3 separate regions of the Hordeum vulgare genome follow, and all the other regions are linked to region 1. Evidence: chromatin contacts called from public Hi-C data. All regions are on one chromosome and are shown on one strand. The core of a region is the stretch at or near the end of the contact, and the rest is flanking DNA. Distances in the headings are between cores, read along the strand shown. Region 1 holds the start of LOC123395327 (F-box/LRR-repeat protein 3). Region 2 holds the start of LOC123399898. Region 3 has its middle 99 kb from the start of LOC123400482.

The links. A called contact is a pair of places that touch in the nucleus more often than the background predicts.
Region 2: a Hi-C map of seedling shows a contact between it and region 1, with 5 times the contacts expected there. The contact joins the promoter of LOC123399898 here to the promoter of LOC123395327 in region 1. A contact is called at or near these places in 4 of 6 Hi-C or Micro-C datasets (leaf and seedling) and 1 of 1 datasets of contacts at active chromatin or transcription factors (embryo).
Region 3: a Hi-C map of seedling shows a contact between it and region 1, with 2.4 times the contacts expected there. The contact joins the enhancer-like site here to the promoter of LOC123395327 in region 1. A contact is called at or near these places in 1 of 6 Hi-C or Micro-C datasets (seedling) and 1 of 1 datasets of contacts at active chromatin or transcription factors (embryo).

The regions. Positions count from the first base shown.
Region 1 is chr5H:329,207,168-329,211,615 of MorexV3_pseudomolecules_assembly, forward strand. It overlaps LOC123395327 (F-box/LRR-repeat protein 3), which reads right to left and starts at 2,554. Exons shown (of 7, transcript XM_045090313.1): 1 at 1,797-2,554; 2 at 1,064-1,192; 3 at 733-837; 4 at 260-653; 5 at 1-146. The coding sequence starts at 2,459.
Region 2 is chr5H:329,631,727-329,636,174 of MorexV3_pseudomolecules_assembly, forward strand. It overlaps LOC123399898, which reads right to left and starts at 2,001. Exons shown (of 3, transcript XM_045094282.1): 1 at 1,135-2,001. The coding sequence starts at 1,935. It overlaps LOC123399897 (kelch-like protein 15), which reads right to left. Exons shown (of 11, transcript XM_045094281.1): 8 at 3,931-4,007; 9 at 3,294-3,395; 10 at 2,864-3,059; 11 at 2,280-2,629. The coding sequence ends at 2,540.
Region 3 is chr5H:329,524,284-329,528,731 of MorexV3_pseudomolecules_assembly, forward strand. No RefSeq gene overlaps it. Among protein-coding and RNA genes, the nearest start is that of LOC123400482, 99 kb to the right of the region's middle. Within about 2 kb of position 2,133, at least 2 of the 3 cell types and tissues checked have open chromatin away from gene starts, as enhancers often do. A contact at or near this core is called in seedling, where this site is marked.

The DNA of each region.
Region 1 (4,448 bases), core at 1,304-3,803:
ACTAATACCCCCAGACCTATACAAATCAATATCTCGGAGTTCTGGACAAGACTTCCCAATGTGGATAAGGCCTTGGTCACTTATCCTCATGCATATTCCAATTTTTAAGCTTGACAGTTTGCTGCATCCAGACAAAGCTTTCAAACCTGCACATGAAGGATTACATCGCTGTCAGTTTTGTGTTGTCATTGTTGCGAGAAACAGTTAACTCGGAGTCCATTTACCAAAAATAGTTAGATATTTGAAGTTCAGTACAAACCTTCATCGTCCAAATCACTGTCGGTGATATCCAACTCTTCCAAATGGCAACATCGCTTCCCAATAAGTCGGAGCCCTTCACTAGAAAAATGGCTACAGGACTCTATTCTTAGAGAGATGAGGGAATGGCATGAGCTAGTGATGGCAGCTAACGAAACATCAGTGATATTGCGATTGCAAGTAATGTCCAGCTTCAGCAAATTCTTTAGTCTTGACACAACGAAAGACAGATCAGTATCTGTCACTCCTGAGCACTTGCTCAGGCTCAACTCTCTTAAAGAGACACAAGAAATTCCAATGTGTTTTAGTCCATCAGCCATGAACTTGCAGCCTTCCAATTTCAAGGTCTGCAATTTAGGAAGCATTTGGAAGCATTTTCCCATAGATGCAGTAACCTGCCAAAAAGAAGAATGTAAGACAAACTGGAGAAGGTCAAGTTATGCCCAGATGATGCTACTACAGTTAGATACTTACATTACAGCAGTAGGACAGATTCAACTCCAAGAGATTTGGCACTGCCTTCACAACTGATGAAACTCCCGTATGAGTGACATTTCGACAGGTAGACATATCGAGAACCTGCAGGAGTAGATGTGTTATTTTCAAGTTTATTGGCCACGATACTTGGGAAACTTTAAATGCAGTGCCAAACATACTATATTAACTGCAAATGCAGTGCTAGTAACCTAGCGACATTACATTATAAATCTACACAAAGAGTTGATGAACCTAATAGTGATCAAATGAAGGTGACATGACACACAAAACCAACACATGAGACAAAATGGTCTAGTTTGATGATTACCCGTAGTGATTTGCTGCTTTCATTCTCAAGACCACTAAGGGCATCATCATCTATTCCAACACATCCCACCAGTGCCAACACCTCAAGATTGGGTAGCTTCATGATGGCTGGAAGGCAGTCTTTGGAGATCTGTAATGCAAGATAAGTATTTATTATTAGTACAACAAAATTAGCGTGTTTGTCTATTTGGCACCTCAACAGAAAGTAGCCATTCCCATCCTCAAAAGGTATTTTTACTGCACTGGTCCAATTCTTTGACAGAAATCAAGCAATAAAATGATGAAACTGGCTGATTACTGGTTCCCATCCTCCCAAGACTGAGGTAATGACCATGGAGTGTACAATGCACAGTCACTAAGATAGAAAAAAAAAGCATCTGCTCGCAAAAATAATAATCAAGAAAAGTGATTTCACTGCTATAGTCAAATTTCCTGATTTCTTGCAAAAGAAGATATAAACAAGTTGCTAAAAACTTCAAACCATTGTGCTAGTATCTCCCATAAAGATCGAACGGGGAAAGTACCTAACCTACAAAGATGGTTGGAGAAATTCACGTGAGAGACATGTACATCTGAAATTTCCAAGAAAGCACCAAAACCAACTCTCTTTTTTTCATTATTAATTAAAGTGTTTCTGGAATCAAGAAACGCGTGAACCAAGCCATAACTCCTTTGATCATCCAAGAAATGGAACAGGACGTAATGAAGAGAGATGAAGAAGAAGCATGGCTCACCATGGTGTAGGAAAGATGCAGGTTCCTGAGTTTGTTGCACTTGAGGGCGAGGAGCTGGATCCCCAAATCCGTGATCCCGAGGCACCAGTTGAGCGTGAGGTCCCGCAGGTCTGGGCAGCCGACGGCGATGCAGCCGAGGCCCATGTCCGTGATGGGCTTGCAGCGCGAGAGGCAGAGCCTCTGCAGGCCCCGCGCCCGCGCCAGCTCCGCGGCCGCCGCGTCCCCGAGGTCGACCCCATTGGAGAGGTCGAGGTCGGCCAGGGCGGGGCAGGCGGCGACGAGCGCGGCGAGGCCGGGCGCCCCGAAGCCGCGGGAGCGGGAGAGGTCGACGGCGCGGAGGGAAGGCACGGGCGCGGAGGAGAGGGCCGCGCCGGGCACGCGCGCGCAGAGGGTGAGGTCGAGGCGGGCGGCGGTGGGGTAGCGGGCAAGCGCGGCGCGGAGTAGGTCGGCGCGGTACGGGCGGAGCACGCGGCGGTGGCGCGACTCGGCGGCGTGGCAGGCGCGGGAGGCCAGCGCGAAGGACTTGAGCGCGCGCGGATCGGCGGCCGCCACCCGGTCCAGGACCAAGAAGAGGAGCTCGTCGGGCAGCTCGTCGATCGGCGCGCCCGCGGCAGGGCATACGCGTCGGCGCTTGGGGAGGTGGCTGTGGGTCGCCATGGCCATGACGGGCAAGGCAAGTTGGCAGTTGGTTGTCCGCTGCGGCGACACCAAGAAGGGAGGGAGGAGTAGCAATGGCTGGCCACGGCCAACCCACACGCAACAATCAACAAGGAGGAGAGGGAAAAGGCAAAGGGATGCCCGAAATGGCGAGACTGCCCCTGGGTCGCCTTATCACGGCTCCCGCGATAAGCTCCACCGCGTTTCCATATTTACCCCTAGCCGGCCTCGCGTTCCAGCATGGGAGCGGAGTACGGCGCGCGCGACGACCGGGGGTATTACGGTCATTGCGCGGCGGGGAAAGGACGGTACGGAGGAGGTACAGGCGGGGGCAGGGGTGGAAACTGGGAAAAGATGGCGGGGAAAGCGAGGTGAGGGAGCGGGGGAGGGTACGATGCGGGGGAGGGACGGAACGGAACGGATCGTACAGCCGGACCGGTACGATGCCCCGCCGCTACGCGCACCCGATTCCGCCCTTACCCGCGTCCGCCAACCTCGTGGCGACGTGCGGGCCCGGGTGGGGGTGATGGAGGGTGAGGAGGGAGACGGGTGAGAAAGGGGAGGGTGGGATTTTTTTCATTTGACTGGCCCCGTACTACCCGGGGACGGCACGCACTGCGACTGCGTGGAGTTGCTTCCAAGGCGTAGAGACCACTCCGGTTATCACCGCATAACTTTTTCATTTGAGAGGTTAAGACATTTCTAACGGCATCCTGCAAATCGCTACGATTCGGACCGAGTGTCTGAGCCGGTTTTTGTCACCAGACATGACATGATGTCGCACGCGTCCGTGCTTGAATTTTCGTAAACCGAAAGCAAACCAGGCAGGTTGTTTTGGCGGAGCCCGGTTGCACTTGTTTTGGCGGAAGCAAATTGTGTACTTTGGTGAAAGCAAACTGTTTTATGTTATTATGTCTGTTTTGGCGGAAGCCGGTTGCACCTGTTTTGACGATGAGGGCTCTGGCGGAAGCAAGCTGTTTATTTTGGCGGAAGCAAACTGGTTTATGTTGCTATATCTGTTTTGGCGGAAGCCGCATGAAGCATGTAGGAGGTGTGTGTGTTAGCGAAAGCACGCTGTGTATTTTGACGGAAGCCGCATTAATAATAAATAAATAAAAGCGAATAATCTTTTTAAGGCTGGTCATAGTGGAGAGTATCATATAATAGTATCATGCATATGATACAACTGTATGATACTACCTTTATAATGCATAGTACTTCCTCCATCACAGTATATTGGACGTATCTCCAAAACGATAATTTTTTACAATTAGAAGGAAATAAGACGCATGCCATTAATTAGGGTGTTTTGGAAACCGTCTTCAGCTATGCATGCTAGTAAGTCGCTTGTTTAGTCGTCAGATTTGCGATTAATTAGGCGTTTTTACAGCTCGGCGGCTCGTTTTTCCTACTAATAGAAAATCATCTAGATCACAGAGCCCTATGAGATACTACCTCCGTCCAAGTGTATAGGGCATGCGCGTGGTTCTAGGTTGTCAATTTAACTAGCTAAATATATATTATATGTAATAAAAATTACATATTCAGAAACTACATTCCCATGTGAATCTAATGGTATATCATTTATTACATATAATATATATTTAGCTACTAGTTAAATTGACAACCTAAAACTACGTGCATGCCCTATACACTTGGACGGAGGTAGTACGCCCAATATACTGTAGTATCATAAACTAGTAGTATCATAGATGACCTTATTTATTGACATGCATGATACACATTAGAATAACATTTAACATGTTACGGTATCTACCTATGTTACCATAACCCTCTCTCTCATCTTTAATTATGTGCCACATCAGCATGTTTGATAGTACCAAAAATATAATACTACCTAAATTACTTCCACTATGGCCAGCCTAAGTGAATAAAGGTACACGTTTAAGGTATAGAGTTGGACGTGTTCAAACACATCTCCGGACATTTAGTGTACTCACTTTGTAGCACAGTGTTGGAGACACTCCTATAACT
Region 2 (4,448 bases), core at 751-3,250, 420 kb after region 1:
ATGATATGTTTCTGAATATGCACGCACATATTCTCTTTGGGTGTGAGTTTGCTAGCTAAATATGAAAAGTGCGCATGGTACACTGATAGTATTTCAGCTTTCTTGATTTTACTCTTCGGTTTTGTAAAGGCTTTTCAGATTTGTATTCTCATTATTATTTTCCACCACAAATAGAATTATCTTTGTTGAAAGCCTTATCTGGTTTGCATTTTCATAGGAAATTAAACTTTTTTCTCAGTATATTTAGTGAGATTCTCTCTCTTCTTTCTAAAGATATAGAACAGTTATACCATGATGGGTGATCAATACATTTAAAATGTGGCACCGACCTTCTCTTCCTCCTTTAGGCCAACTAAATCTCAAATCTACATACGGCTCACCAACATGGTGTGTTCAAAATTTTATTTTCACAAGAAAAAGGTCTAGGCATAACTCAGTATGTTCCGCCTTTTCTTGCCTTGAACAAGAGCAGCTCTAGGCACAGATTCCAATTGGCACTGCAAGCCATTTTGCTGGGACTTTTATAGTTCATATTTTAGCTCATGGATAAGACATCTTGGTGGAGGCAGATTAGTTGCATAGAGAAGGTTGAAGGAGATAGACTGAGGGAATGATGGCGAGACTTTTTTGGATTTGGGACTGAACATGTATTTATATACTTCCATGAGTGCAACTGTGGCATACGATTACGTAAAAATTACTCTTGAAAGCTGTTTCATGAGTGCTGACAACCAATTAAGCATAAACAATGCACTCTTGAAAGGAAAGGCAACTTCATACCCCATGCATAATCTACACGAGTGAACCTGTTGTAGCGGAGGAGAATCAAATCTTGACCAGAATGGCTAGTTCTCTACACACTACTGTGCGTAGACATGAATAACTATCACCCTAGCATAAGGAAATGTTTCTTGCCAAACTATGCAATTATTCATGAATAATAGTCACCGTTGCTCCGAGCTGATCATTTTCAATTAAAACTTTGCAAGATGTAGCTCCAAACCAAATATACCGAGTTCCTGACTACTCCATCATGCACCATTCAACCACTAGATGGTTTCCGCAATAACTCGTAAATGCATTCTGCATGGAATAACTCTAAGAAGAGCATCATAGGCAGGATGAGAAGACAACCTGGTCGAGCACGCGGTGATTGCTCTTCTCCACCTCCCTGGCGAGCTTCTCCATCCTCTGGAGCATCCCGGCATACATGCTATCCATCCCCGCGGCCTGCCCGGCCACAGCACCCACGAGCTCTTGCAGCCTCCCTAGCCCAAACCCGTCCACCATCGCATCCACCTTCTTCTGCTCTCCGATGCTGTAAGCATCCTCTGCTTCGGGCGCCGCCGGCGGCGACGGCTGAGTGAGCAACGGGAAGGACGACTCCGGGGCGAAGGAGTGGTACTGATCCCGGAAGCCGGGGCCGACGTTGACGACGGCGAACGAGGTCGGGACGAAGCGGGATCCGAGGAGGAGGAAAGCGCGGTAGTCGAAGGAGTGGGTGGAGAGGTCGTCGGAAGTGTTGGGGGAGACGAGGATGACGAGGAGCGGGTGGGCGAGGGGCGATAGGGTTTTGGACAGGGAGCAGGCGAGGGCGAGCTCGCGCATGGAGGCACGGAGAGGGGCGCGGCGGCGGGACGAGAAGAAGCCGAGAGGGCAAGGGGAGGAGGGCGGCGGCGGGTGGGGGCGGCCGAGGGGATCTGAGAGGGAGCAGGGGTGGGAGAGGGAGGAGTGGCCGGAGATGGAGATGAAAAGGCACGGGGCGGCGGGGGCTTGGTCGTCGTAGTCGGAAAGGGTGGGAGCCGGCGGAGGGGGGCGGTGGGCGCGGCCGAAGAGGAGGCCGTCGCAGTCACCCGCGGCGGCCCCGCAGCGGTGGAGGAGCGCCGCGAGGGCCGCGCCGGAGATGGAGAGCTTGACCTCCTCGCCGACGGCCATCGGTGGGTCTGGTGGGATCGATGGGGACGTGTAAAGGTCGCGTCCTCTTCTATTCTACTAGCTCAACAACCGCTTTCTGCACACCATATTGCCCTACTTCTACAGTTCTGGTAGTATAAATCTACGTTTTTTTTAATATAAAAAGTGCATAAAATATGGCAAATAAAAGATCTTTTGAAGCCATCTTCACAGAATTTTTTGAAAACCAAGGATCGAGTGGGGCCTGAGTCTAAACTCTGGTGTCCTCTTGCTGTGTCTGGTGCCCTGAAGTCGCTTCAGCAAACAACAGGAAGGCAAACGACAGCGAAAAACCATCATAAAAGCATACCGCAACAAATCAAATCTTCGTCCATATAGTTCGTGTCCCTTTTCGGATTTCAGCTCAGTTTCGAATCAGATGTGTGCTGCATTGTGAATTAAGATCCAGAAAAAACAAGAAACGAGAAACTGGACAGCCGACGACGGTTTTCTCGGTTCATGAGACACCGGCTTCTGAATTCAGACAAAGACAAAGACAAAGAGGCCCCAGGGTCTTAACAGTCTGCTTTGCAGTTCACTCATCATCATCAGCAGCAGCTTAGATAGATACTTAGGTACCGGTCGGTCAGAGAACAATGGCAGAGCAGTAGCATCTTCTGCCGATTGACTTCATCCCTGTGTTCACCCAACCACAGCCTTCCTTGTAGCGCTCCACCTGACAGTCCATCCAACACACACAAAAAAAAAGGTTTCAACAGTTGATCAGAGCAATTTTTCTGAGAAACTACACATCAAACAGCGAGAGAATCGAGTGAGAGAATCGAGTGATAAAACGGCTGAAACTGAAGGGTAATCTAGGCAGTAGTATAGCTTGGATGTTAGTCGTATGGTGCTTGGAGGAAAATTGCATGGACATGGCAAGAAATTGCATCTGGGGGTAGCTACCTACCACATCCAAGATTGTATCTGCTTCACCTTTGACCCCACCCAGCGTGAATATCGAGCCACCGAGCACAGCTGAAGAGTGGTACCCTCTGGTGTAGTTCATTGGTTCGACAGTCACCCATGACGGCATTCTTGGCTCATATAACTCAACGGTGGACACCATTGCTCCAGCATCAGCATCATAACCACCCATTGCATATCTGAAAGAAACACAACATTGTTAAGCACCATGATGGGCATCTATGCTGTTTTCGGTTGTAACAAGAGTCAGTAAAACAAAAGTTTTCAGATTAGATGGCCGACATTGTACAAAATTTAAGCTGATCCCAGTGGTTTTTGCCATGATGAGCTACACCAGAGACTTAATTAGATGTCCACATTCTACAATTTTTAGTGGGGCGTCCTGATTTGTAAGATAAAATGTACATACTTACATCTTATCATCAAGCACTGCCACCGTATGACAACCTCTTACTGTACTCATTGCTGGGAGCATTTTCCAGTTAGGCTCCCTAGGATCAAGTCTCTCAGCAGAGCTGGTAACAAACATCATAGCATTAGCAAAACGGAAAACATACAATTCTCACTTTGAAGAAATAATAAGTTCATTGTCACGTAAGCCATAAGGAAAATAGGACATCATAGCATTAGCAAAATGGAAAACATACAATTCTCACCTTGAAGAAATAATAAGTTTATTGTCACGTAAGCTATAAGGAAAATAAGACATCATAGCATTAGCAAAATGGAAAACTTTCATTCTCACTTTGAAGAAATAATAAGTTCATTGTCATGTAAGCCATAAGGAAAATAGGCTAATGAATACCGTGCAATTACTCAGTTGGTTACAGACCTACATACTGCTTCAATACAAGGAGAGTGTTTCTCTGTTGCTCGAAAAGGGGATCAACAAAGTAATATGCACTAAGCCATGAGTTATGTTAAATGCTCTAAGACCTTTGCAGGTTGCATTGCTGCACTAAACTACTTACTTTTGCTCGGTTGATAGTAACTAAATCAGCTTGTAACTGAAACTTGTCAAAATAAGTACAAGTGGTGAAAATATATCACCTCAGATATCGAACACCATTGAAACCGCCAACTGCATAAATCGCGCCATTAAGTTCCGCACCAGCTAGAGAAAAGCGCTGAAAACCAAGCAGCACAGATTGTTCAGACAAAAGCAATCATCACATCATAGAGGTTTATAGGCTAGAATATATCATTATATGGACATGAGTAAAAAACATAAATAGCAAATAGAGAAAGAACAATTATACAGAGTACTACAGAAGTACGCACTTTTGCATCAGGACATTCATTATCTTTCCATGAAATGGTCCTCCTTGATGCCGGCTTTAGATGCATTTTACAAAGTAAAAGATACTAACAAGTTTCACTAGTCAACAGAAAGTAATTTTTCTAAATTTAATGCAAATAATCAATGGAGACCAACACCTAGAAGTTATTTATGTTCATAATCCATAAACACATTCTGTTCATTTGTTCACATGAATAAGAAACTGTCTCCCTGCTTAAGCAGGGCAAACTTCTAAATTCCATACATCTGTAGTGATTAGCGGAACCCC
Region 3 (4,448 bases), core at 883-3,382, 320 kb after region 1:
GCCAAGATGAAGAGCCTCGAAGATGAAATCGTTGTGGTAGGTCGTCTAGTAAGTGACAAGGAGATGGTGGACTACATTTTGGCTAGACTCGATCGGGATTACGATCTCATCGTAGTAGCAGTTGGAGCCATAAAGAACTCCATCACAGTTGATGATCTCTTCTCGCAGATCTCTGCCTTTGATCGGAGAATGGAGATGCTAGGCGATGGACTAGACGACTTTCACTCCTCTGCCAATGCTCTATACAGAGGGTGTGGGCAGTATCGAGAAAGAGGAGGCCGTGGGCAAGGAAACAGGGGGCGTGGATGCGGTGATCGCAGAGATCGCAACTCCCTCTCCTGCTCACGGTGGCGGCTACGAAGGCTATCAACAACGTCCACAACAACAACTAAAGTATCCATAATAGCAAGAATGGGACTATACCGAATGCCAGATCTACTACAGATACCACGCCAACGACGCAAGGTCCTGCTGGCATCGGTATGATGAGGACCATCAAGAAAAGAAGGCCCACCTCGTCACCAACTCCTACGGGATTGATACAAACTGGTATGCAGATTCTGGCGCCACCGAGCACATCACACGAGAGCTCGACAAGCTTACAACGAGACAAAGATACCACGGAGGTGACCAAGTTCACACAACAAGTGGTTCGGGTATGGACATTACTCATGTTGGAAATTCACTTGTTAAAATCCCCCTTAAAAGATTTACATCTAAATAATGTCTTACATGTCCCCAATGCATCAAAAAATCTTGTCTCCGTTCATCTCTTTGCCCTTGATAAAAATGTTCTTATAATATTCTATCCTTACTCTTTTGTGGTCAAGGACTTTGCAACAAGGAGAATCATCCTTACAGGAAAATGTGAGGGAGGATTATATCCACCCATATCATCATCTTCGTCATGGTCAAATAAGCAAGCTTGGAGTGTCACCAAACCATCATCGTCAAGGTGGCATAGTCGTGTGGGTCATCCCTCTTCTGTTATAGTTCAACATTCCTTAGCAAAAATAAACTCTCTTTTGAGCCTAGTGTAGAGTCATTGTGTGATGTTTGTCAACAAGCTAAGAGTCATCAATTACCTTACCCTATTTCTACTAGTATTTTCACTGCCCCCTTGCAACTTGTCTTCTCAAATGTGTGGGAACCAGCTCCTACCTCAGTTGGTAGATTTTTCATATTATGTAAGCTTTATTGATGACTATAGTAAATTTATTTGGATTTATTTGCTCAAGGAATGATCCGATGTTTTCCAAGTCTTTAGCAATTTACAAAATCTTGTTGAACATCAACTAAACTCCAAAATCCTTGCCATGCAAACCGATTGGGGTGGTGAGTATGAGAAACTAAATTCCATTTTCCAAACGATTGGAATTTCTCATCATGTTTCTTGTCCTCATGCTCACCAATAGAACGGATCTGGTGAACGTAAACACCGTCATGTTGTTGAAGTAGGACTAGAATTGCTAGCAAACGCTTCTATGCCTCTCAAATTTTGGGATGAAGCCTTTCTTACTGCCACATACCTCATAAATATTCACCCTAGCAAGGTCATCAATTTTGAGAATCTCATTACTCGCCTCTTTGGCACTACACTAGATTACAAAACTCTTAGAGTATTTGGATGTGCATGTTGGCCCAATCTGAGGCCCTATAACACACGCAAACTTGTGTTTCATTCAAAAAAATGTGCCTTCGTAGGATATAGTCCCATGCACAAGGGGGTCAAGTGTCTAGACACTTCTACAGGTCGAGTATATATCTCCATAGATGTTGCGTTTGATGAGTCATTTTTCCTGTTTGCATCACTTCATCCAAATGTCGGTTCTCTCCTTCGTCAAGAAATACTTCTTCTCCCATCCATATCTCAGCATTTTGATCATAGGGGTATAACAATTGTACTATACAATATGATAATGTTTCTTCTAGAAATGATCCTCGTGTGTAGGTTCCTGAAGGAAACAGTGCAAAAAATGGTGCATAAAATGATGCTCAAAATGATCCATTATTTCATGTGCCAGGAGAAGAGCAAACGGGTGCGGCGTTCGAGGACGATCTGACAGTGCCTGCCACACCCATGCGGGAATCCTCCTCGAATCAGTGGCGAGCCAGCCAGGAGCACCAGTGTGAAGCCTCGGGGCGCGAGTGCAGGCAACCATCCGGTGCGGTGCGTTGCTCCCGCATGGAGCCAACCGCAACGCCAGGTACCAGATCCGCTGCGACTGCTGACTCTGCGGCCACAAAAGAAACAGCCACACCATAGGCCACAGGATCGACTGCGGGTAATCTCGAAGCTCTCTCGGGATCTTCTACAAAAATTCAATTTGGGTGTATTCCAGTACAATCCAGTGCAATCACAACATCCACCTTCCACCACCTCAAGAGTCATGACTCGGCTACAAAAAGGTATTAGAAATCCAGAATTAAGAAAGGATGGTACTATACCATATGGTATTTTGTGTATTTCAGGTGAACCAACGAAGTTAAGTGATGCACTTGGAGATCCTAAATGGGAAAAGGCTATGGAGGATTAATATGTTGCGCTCATGAAAAACAAAACATGACACTTGGTACCATATCAGAGAGGTTAAATATTATTGATTGCAAGTGGGTTTATAGAATAAAAAGAAAAGCATATGGCTCCACTGATAGGTACAAACACATCTAGTAGCAAAAGGTTTTAAGCAACGGTATGGTATTGATTATGAGGATACTTTCAGCCTTGTTGTAAAAGCTGCTACTATAAAACTTGTGCTAGCTCCTTACATGAGCACACAAATGAGCCAGTAATGCTTTCTTACATGACTTGAGCTCAGAATTTGCACTCAAGGATCTTGGTAACTTGCACTTCTTTCTAGGTATCCAGGTTAATAATATTTCAGATGGTATAATTTTGAATCAAGAGAAATATGCCATCGAACTTCTGACTTGTATGGGAATGAAAGAGTGCAAACCTTCACCCACACCATTATCTTCTTCTGAACAGCTTTCGGCACATGAAGGAGAACCACTCACGAAAAAAGAGAGTACAAGGTATAGAAGTATTGTTGGTGCTCTGCAGTACTTGACTCTCACACGACCACGCATATCTTTTGTTGTGAATAAGGTTTGTCAGTACCTGCATGATCCTACCTCCACTCATTGGATAGCCGTAAAAAGGATTGTACGATATATTAAGCACACTGTAAGTTTGGGACTTCAGTTTAGACGATTTAGTTCTACTCTTGTGAGTGCTTTCTCTGATGCCGACTGGGCGGGCTGCAGTGACGAAAGAAAATCAACTAGAGGTTTTGCAGTCTTTTTTGGCTCTAATCTTATTTCTTGGAGTGCTAGGAAAGAAGCAACAGTGTCAAGGTCAAGTACAGAAGCTGAGTACGAATCCTTAGCCAATGCTAGTGTTGAAATCATTTGGCTGGAATATTTGCTTACTGAATTGGGAATAAAACAACAACACATTCCATGTCTATGGTGTGACAACTTAGGTCCAACTTATCTATCTGCAAACCATTTTTTTTATGCGAGAACCAAACACATTGAGATTGATTTTCATTTTGTTCGAGAAAGGGTTGCAGAGAAGAAGTTAGAAATAAGATTCATTCCTTCAAAGATCAAGTTGCGTATGTTTTCACAAAAGCATTGGTAGTCAAATTATTTGTAGAGTTCAAAAATAATCTTAATCTAGAATAGTTGAGATTAAGGAAGGATGTTAGAATTAGTGTTCTATACATATGTAATCTCAACTCCTACTCTATCTTTCCGTTTAAATCTCATGTAACTACCTGTATCGTTGACGATCAAATATTTCTTGTAAGCCACGTCAAGGCACCTATCATCATTCAATAAAACCCCACGTGGCTCCTCTACGGGGTAGTAGAAACGCTTCCACCATATCAATCTTACAATGAGGGCCTTAGCACGACGACTTCTCAATTGTCTAGTATGAGTTTTGCCCGGATCTAGTAAGGAAGGGGTGATGATGACGGCGTGCCTACGGCTCGTTTTAGTGCTTGTAATCGTTCGCTAGATGATCTATGGATCTAGATCTAATTTTTAATATTTTTAATGTTTAGTATATATAGATGAAATGTTTTGCCGCAATATTTTTTTAATGAGCTCAATTCGCCATGTTTTTGCCTAACTAGTCATACATTCCAAGGTTTAGGCAGAATTCAAGTCCAAGTGGGATTTTGTGGGTGACAGCATTTCGTTGACATTTGGGCGATGATCATGCCGTACGTACGTACGAACGTGCTATGGGTAAGTTGACTTATTTCTAACACGGTAAGTTGACCTACGACTCTGTACTTACATAGCCTAACCCTATAGTCAGTTATTTAATACTACTTCTGTTCTTAAATATAAATTTTATTTAAAGATTTTATTATAGATGTGTATAGATATATTTTAAAATATAGATTTATTTATTTTTGTTTTGTATGTAGTTT